Linked DNA regions of Mus musculus: region 1 is linked to region 2. A link is a contact called in public Hi-C data. All regions are on one chromosome and are shown on one strand. Each heading gives the region's core, a stretch centred on a gene start, on an enhancer-like site or on the middle of the called end of the contact. The rest is flanking DNA. Distances are from core to core; before and after follow the strand shown. Region 1 holds the start of Rev1 (REV1, DNA directed polymerase). Region 2 holds the start of Hs6st1 (heparan sulfate 6-O-sulfotransferase 1).

The links. Hi-C and Micro-C count contacts between places; a contact is called where the count stands out from the background.
Region 1: a contact with region 2 is called in a Hi-C map of rod photoreceptor, with 5 times the contacts expected there. The contact joins the promoter of Rev1 here to the promoter of Hs6st1 in region 2. A contact is called at or near these places in 1 of 39 promoter capture datasets (liver), 1 of 484 Hi-C or Micro-C datasets (rod photoreceptor) and 1 of 9 other capture datasets (liver).

The regions. Positions count from the first base shown.
Region 1 is chr1:38,127,665-38,131,405 of GRCm38.p6, forward strand. It overlaps Rev1 (REV1, DNA directed polymerase), which reads right to left and starts at 2,002. Exons shown (of 23, transcript NM_019570.4): 1 at 1,798-2,002.
Region 2 is chr1:36,066,934-36,070,776 of GRCm38.p6, forward strand. Hs6st1 (heparan sulfate 6-O-sulfotransferase 1) reads left to right here and starts at 1,467. Exons shown (of 2, transcript NM_015818.2): 1 at 1,467-2,251. The coding sequence starts at 1,725.

The DNA of each region.
Region 1 (3,741 bases), core at 752-3,251, 2.1 Mb after region 2:
CTAATAAAACACTAAGAATCTGCCAGCCCTCAGGATCTGTTCTCTAGTAGACAGCAGGCACCTAAGGTCTCCGGTGATTAGTTTTCTTCTCATGGTCTCTCTCCAGCATATCAGGCCCTATTTAGTACACAGCTACAAGAGTATGCTACAGAAAACACTTACCTAGTACCTGTAGTTTCATAGTCTTATTAAATGCCTTTCACTTAAGAACTAATTTATTAGTCGGCTACCCAAACTGGAAAATGTCTTCCAAATATGAATGAAAAGCTTGTCCAACTAGCAGAGGCAAATTTCAAGCCCATATGTAAATGCTTTGATCTCTCCACTTCACATGCCATTGGATACAGTATGTTTGTTAAATATAGGTCTATGTAGCCTCTGGAATGTATTTACTGTGACTGGTTGTTGGGAACAGGCTTTCCTTCCTTTCCATTTAGAATCTTGGTTTTCAGTGTTAAAGAAGTGGAGTTACGTATTTCAGCACATTAATTTTGAAAATGTGTATTTTTCTACCTGAGATGACATAGAGATTTAATGTTAAAAGTGATTCCCACCCTTAAGAAAATGAACAAATATGCATTATTTACCATAAAAAGGAGTAAAGTTTCATGACAAGATACACGATTTTGGTACATACTGACCTCAAAGGACCTACAAGACACAAACAAGAAAACAGAAATTCAAGAAAAATGGCAAGTAAGTAGTCTAAGCAATGAACGAGTGCACTCGTGCAGACTGAAGTCCTGGATGGAGAGCTCCAGGTAAGCTTCCAAGTGTCCATCACAGGTAGCACTGGAAGGGCCGGAAGGGTATTCTAGCAGCATTTGCCTGGGCAAAGCCCGGTCAATATGGGAAAGCAAACTTATGGAGTCTTGCTAAGCTGAGCTAATGCGCACTCCATAGGAACAAGATTGTGGTATTATTACTCTACGTAAAGGAAGAACAGGTACTAGAGAAGCCAGAGACCAAGCAAATAATTTAAGAGCTGTTACATAGCCCTTAATAGTTACAAATCCTTTTTATGAGGTCTCTTGTTTTTATCTACATACCATTTCTACTTTATACCCAAGAAACACCAAAAAACACACGGTGAAATCCTAGGCATGTATCACCTGTAGTGTTTTTTTAAACAATCAAGGAACGATACTACAGGAAAGTCCGGGCTTTGCAAACCCGGGACAGGAAGAGTCTCCAAACAAACAAGTGCCCCCTCGGTGCACCCCGACTGTTATTATAACAGCACACCCAAGTGTGAACTGAGCACCTGTACAAACACTTGGGGACAGGTGTCCTGCACATGAAGGGGACAGATAAGTGACAAGGGAAAAGGAGTGAGAGAAACACTGCCTCCGGGATGCCTAAGAGCAAGGCAGAGGGGAGAAGCCGATGCACCGGGGACGAGCGAAGACCCGCGGCGCGGGCCCCGGGTGCCCCCTGCCACGTTCTGCAAACGCTGGCGGAGCGGACACTCGAACGCGCGAGGGAATGAATGGCCGGCCAGGCGCCGGCGCAGGAGGAACCGGTGACTTGCGACGCCAGCGGCGGGACTCGGAGGCAGGGCCGCGGGCGCCCCGATCGGCGCGCGACGGAGCGCCGGGTGTGGAGCGGGAACGGGAGGTCACGCGTTACATAACCCGGCGGCCGGAGGCGCAGGGGCGACGCGGCGCGGCAGGCAGGAGGCCTCGCGGCAGCACCGCGAGCCCCCGGCCTCGGCGCCTCGGGCCGCTCGTGCGGCGGAGGCGGGGACGGCGGAGGCTCGGTACCCCTCCCCCACCCGCCGGCCCGGGGGTCGCTCACCTTCCGCGCCGCCCCAGGCCACCATGCCCGGGCCCAGCCGCTTCCTCGGGCCTCGCGGGCGCCGCCGTCGTTCAGTGTCCTCCCCGCGGCTGAGGGGAACGCCGGGGAAGGCAACCGGTCAGGCGGCCGCCCAGCCGCACCGCACCGCACCGCGGCCCACGCTCCCTCAGTCGCTGCGCCCGCCTCGCGCCTCCGCGGCAGCTCCGCCCCTCCCCCGCCGCTCCTCTGGCGCGCGCCCGGCTCCCCCTCCCATCCACACCGCGGCCCGCTGGCCCGGCCCCGCACGCACTCACCGGGCGCGGCGCACGCGCGCTGCTCGCGCCCGGCCCGAGGCGACCCCGGCCCCGCCCTCCTCTCGCGCCGGCGCCCGCGGGGAGGGGGGGTGGAGAGCAGCGCCTCGGCTGCACGTGACCGTGCGGCTGGCTGGGCGGAGGTGGCGCGGGACCCGCCGCATCACCACGCTGCCTCCCGCCGGGGCCGGCTAGCTAATGGTGCTGCAGCGACGCGCAGCCGCGCCCCGCCGTGCCCCGCCCCGCCCCGCCCCGCCCGGGCTCCCCAGCCGCCGCGGAGGGCGCGGGTGCCGGGACTAACCGGGTAGACGACCGCGCAGGGTCGGCCGAGGCGCGAAACGCGTCGCCGCACCGCGCTCCGATTGATGTGCGGCGCCACCTAGCGGCGGCCAGGACGCTCACAGGCTAGCACATGCTCGGTCGGCGAGCGGAGAACCGCGGCCCACACGGGTCTGCGGGAATGCCAGGTCACTTGCTGGCAGCCAGCTAGGCTGTGTCCAGACACGACGTCCCTCACAATCTTACCACTGCCGGTCCTGTGCTCTACCTGCCTTTCCCACTTGCAACACACAGACCTGAAGAAAATTGCTTTCCCTTGTGATGGTTAAAAACAAACAAACAAAAACAAAAAACCAGCAGCTACACAATTTATTCGTGGATGTTAAATACACCTAGCAAAAAAGAAAAAAAACAGTCTCTTAAGGCCCATTTCCCCCGCCTCTGTAGTGTCTGTTCAATGGGAGACTGCATGGTTATTGTGATAGTCTTTATTGTTGGAATGCTCAAACATTAAGCCAACCAACTCCTCGCCCTAGACTGAACACTTTTGTTCCTTCCCCACCTTAAGACTTTTGAAAGGAGTTTGCAGGCACTTAGAAAACAGTAGTACTCTTTTTAAAACTGACTTTGCAAACCTGAGGTTCCTTTCCCAGAGAGACAGGAGATAATCGAAATCTCTCTCTCTCTTTCTGTGTATGTATATGTACATGGGAAATATATATATCTGTCTCGATTTTAACCTCTCCCCCTTTGCTCCACTTGCTCGCTCTCCTTTATGAATTCAACTTCAGTATTCCCTCCCAGCTCTGTTTCTCTGGACCCACAATTGAAGAGCTAGATACAGTGTAACTGCAGGAGTTTCAGAACGAGCTGCAACACCACCAGCTTGTGTTCGGAAATACCGCTGGGCGGGAAATGAGGCTTGTGAGGAGTTTTGAAAAACTGTCTCTACACAGCAGTTATTTCCAATGAGAAAAACACCAAAACTTTATTTTTGAGACTGAAAAATAACTTGTGAATACTTTTCCTCTTCTTTCATAATCAAAGATTACTTTTTCTGTATTTTTCTCAAGCAAATAAACAAACTGTCCCATCCTCGTTTGCTTTCTTTTGCTGCAACAAACATTATTACCAAAAAAACAACTTAAGGAGGAAAGGGCCTATCTCACCTTACAGTTTACAACCCACGGGGAAGGGAAGTCAGGACAGAACCTGGATGCAGGAACTGAAGCAGAGACCACTCAGGAGCCCTGCTCACTTCACTGGCTTGCCTCTAATGGCTTGCTCCTCTATTCCTGATACAACTAAGGCCACCCACCCAGGGTGGGCACCGCCCACAGTGGGCTGGCCCATCCCACATCAATCATCTGTCCCA
Region 2 (3,843 bases), core at 217-2,716:
GCATTCTCTCCTGATCTCACCGTTTGGGAGGGCTTTCCTCTTAGCTCTTATTTGTGTGTGTATGTGGGGTGGGGTGGGGGTTCAAGACAGGGTTTCTCTGTGTAGCCCTGACTGTCCTGGAACTCTCTCTGTACACCAGGCTGGCCTCGAACTTAAGAAATCCGCCTGCCTCTGCCTCCCAAGTGCTGGAATTACAGGCATGCACCACCACTGCCCAGCTGCTCTTTTTTTTCAAGTCTTTTTTTTTTTTTTTTAACTTGCAGTCAATGCTTTGGACCACTATTGCCACCCCCTCCCCTTCTCTCCACTTTTTGACCCACCCCTTAGCAGGACAGATCCAGGGCACTACCCAGGGGTACTTGCTGTGGGCACCTGAGCCTGGCCTGGCAGTGGGAGCACCTCCCAGAGGCCACTCTGGCCTGAATCCAAACACCCAAGCCCCTCCCAGCTACCCTAGGCTGTGGAACTCTGCACAGGTCATTTCACTCCCCACCTCCAGTTGTTCTGGCCGCCTAAGTATAGCTAGGGGCCCAGTACAGAGTACAACATGGGCGACGGGACCTTCCACATGTTATAGGCTGCATAGATTACTACTAGAGCCTCCAACTTGCAGCCTAGGGCCCAGGCGACCCTCCACTACAGGCAGAGCACCAATCAAGGCTGCAGATACTGCTGCCAATGTAAAAAAAAAAAAAATCACGAAGGTTGGAATTTTAATTTTTTTCTAATGTTGGTTCACTATTTTGTTTGTTTGTTTGTTTGTTTGAGTATGACCAGGATCAAAACAGGGCACACTGGGCGAGAGGGACAAATAAAGCTTGTCCTCTGGTCTCTGCACACATTTCGGTTTATCTTCAACTGAGGGCTTTGGGTCATTGTCCCAGTGCCTCCAGGGGACTGGTGATATCCACGTAAGAGCCGGATCCATGCCCTTAACGTCTCTCTTCCTTCCCCACCCTTACTGGTAGTCCTAAACCACCTGGTGGTCCCGACTCCCAGCGCTCTCGAACTTGGAACTTCCTATCCTTCAATGTGAAGGTCAAAGCCTCCGTATTCCCGTGGGAGACAGAGAGCGCAGGTAACACAAACTACCATAACCAGAGAAGGTGAAAAAACTCGGGCTCCCAAACCCAGGACCAATGCCCAAAAGAGCCACCCACTCGTAGGCTCGGGACAACCCAGTCGCCACCCACAGGTCTGCGAGCTGGATCCAATGCCCTTTCCGTAGCGACCGGCGTTGACAGTGTGAGAGACACGCGACCCGTCGCCCAGCTCTGGCCTGTGCCTGGGCCTCCTCCGGCCCCGCCCCTCCCCCAGGGCGCTCCAGAGGCGGAGCGGAGGATCGGAGCGGGCGGCGACAGCAAGAGGCGCCGCGAGGGCGGGCCAGGGGCGGGCCGGGGCGGAGCCGCGACGAACTGCGGAGACGCGGCGGCGCACGGGGCGGTGCAGAGCGTTCTCGGCGCTGAGCTTTGCGGGCGGGTGCGGGCGCGCGCGGCTGCGGGGCGCTGTGGCGGGGGCCGGGCTGTACGCTAGCCGAGCCGGGATCGGGGCGGGGAGCAGCCACGGCGCCGCCGAGGCCCGGGGCCCGCGACGCTGCGCACAGCCTGGGCGCCGAGTAGCCGGGCCGGGCCGGAGCGCGGGCGGCGGTGGCGGCGGCGGTGGCGGAGCAGCTGCGCCCCCCGCCCTCCCAGGCCCGGCGCCCGGGCCGCTGGCGATGGTGACACATGCGGCGGCGGCGCGCCGGCGGCAGGACCATGGTTGAGCGCGCCAGCAAGTTCGTGCTGGTGGTGGCGGGCTCGGCGTGCTTCATGCTCATCCTTTACCAGTACGCGGGCCCGGGGCTGAGTCTGGGCGCGCCCGGTGGCCGCGTGCCCCCCGACGACCTGGATCTCTTCCCCACGCCGGACCCACATTACGAGAAAAAGTACTACTTCCCGGTGCGCGAGCTGGAGCGCTCGCTGCGCTTCGACATGAAGGGCGACGACGTGATCGTCTTCCTGCACATCCAGAAGACCGGCGGCACCACCTTCGGCCGCCACCTAGTGCAGAACGTGCGCCTCGAGGTGCCCTGCGACTGTCGCCCGGGCCAGAAGAAGTGCACCTGCTATCGGCCCAATCGCCGCGAGACCTGGCTCTTCTCTCGCTTCTCCACGGGCTGGAGCTGCGGGCTGCACGCTGACTGGACCGAACTCACCAACTGTGTGCCCGGTGTGCTAGACCGCCGCGACCCAGCAGGTCTGCGTTCGCCCAGGTGAGCGCCCGCTGCGGGAAAGTGTGATGGCGGGGGGGGGGGGGGGTACCCCTAAGCCCCGGGCCAGATCTGCCCTCTCCTCTCTTGGGGCCCCTTCCAGTCTGCGGGATCCCAGGATTCCCATCTCATCCTTCCCTACACCTGCCACTCCTGACCTCTGATCCCTCTTTTCACCCTCTGTTCCGTGCCTCTCCTCGCCACTGGCCTGTCTGCGCAGTGCCCAGACTTCCTCCTGGGTCACTGCCCGCTGCTCTCTGTCCACCCTACCTGCTATGCACTGCGGGCTAGCCTGAGAGATAAACCTCGGGGACTAGAGGTCCAGGCTTGGCTCTAGAGGCAGAAAAACAGGTGTGTCTCTGTGTGCATGTGTAGCCCGTACCCGTCTAGTACTAAAAGTGGAGCAAGAGAAATGCGGTTCCTCTTCCTGTGCACCTGTGGTATCTCCAGGCCCTCCGGTGCCTGCCAGCCTGGGGAGGAGCTGCCAGGAAAGGGGTGGGCTCTGCCTGCCGGTGTGTGCAGGTAGAACAAAGGCCCGTGTGACCCAGACTGAAGTCGGAGAGAAGGCAGCACTACCTGGCCTCCCCAGCCACAGAAGTGGAACAAAAGCCTCCAGTTGAGGACTGACTTCCCTAGAAATCTATCCACCGGCCAGGTTAGGGATAGCTGAGACCGTCAAAGCTACTTGTAAAGCCAGGGACCTCCCAGCAAGGCCCATCACTCTCCTCCTTGTCTGGGGATGTGAGTGAGGGCCAGCCCCTCTGAAAGCACTTTGTAAAGTTGAGATTGTAGCCCTGTTTCTGTTGGTGCCCAGTGATCCTCCTGGGATTACCTTCTTCCTAACCCGCCCCACCCCACCCCAGGAATTAGGGCTTCTAGCCTGCCTTTGTTTCTCTTCCATATTTGCTGTAGGACTGAACTTACAGAGGAGCTAGGAAGTGGGTGTGGACAAATTTTAACTGAAGTCGCTATTTTCCTTGGTACACTTGGGGCAGGAAGGTGCTGGCTCTCCTGTGGGGTTGGGACTCTAGGGTCCAACCAACCTGGAGCTGTTTGCATGCTTTACAGGCTGCTAGAGTTGAGTGGTAGATACACACACTGCACCCCACGCCTAGCAGTGCTCAAGCCAAGTGGAGGTATTCCATGGCCCTAACCTGGACCCAGAGTCTCCTTTCCAGGCCCTCGAAACTGCTTCCTGTCCACATAAGCTCTGCCGTACACACGTACATGTTTCAGTTCCAGGACCCATCCCAATAGTTCAGCCATGCTATGCTTGAGTCCAGGTCTGGCCATAGCAGCTGTCCACTGATCCACCAGTCAAGGCTGTGGGTGCCCATTGCTGGGCACACGCCAGCAGGCCCAGGGAAGTCCTCTCTGTCAGCAGGACGTGGGGCTTGAAACAGTGGACATGCTAATCATAGGAGGTCTAGGCAAACTGCATGCATGCTGCTCTTAGAGCTGTAGAGAGGCCAGAGCTTCGGGGTGAGCCTACCCCTCACGGACCACACTGCCCACAGATTGTAACAGAGTGAAGGACCACAGTGCCCCTTGACTAGAAGTTTATCAGAGGCTCATGATGGAAGGAACAGGGAGGT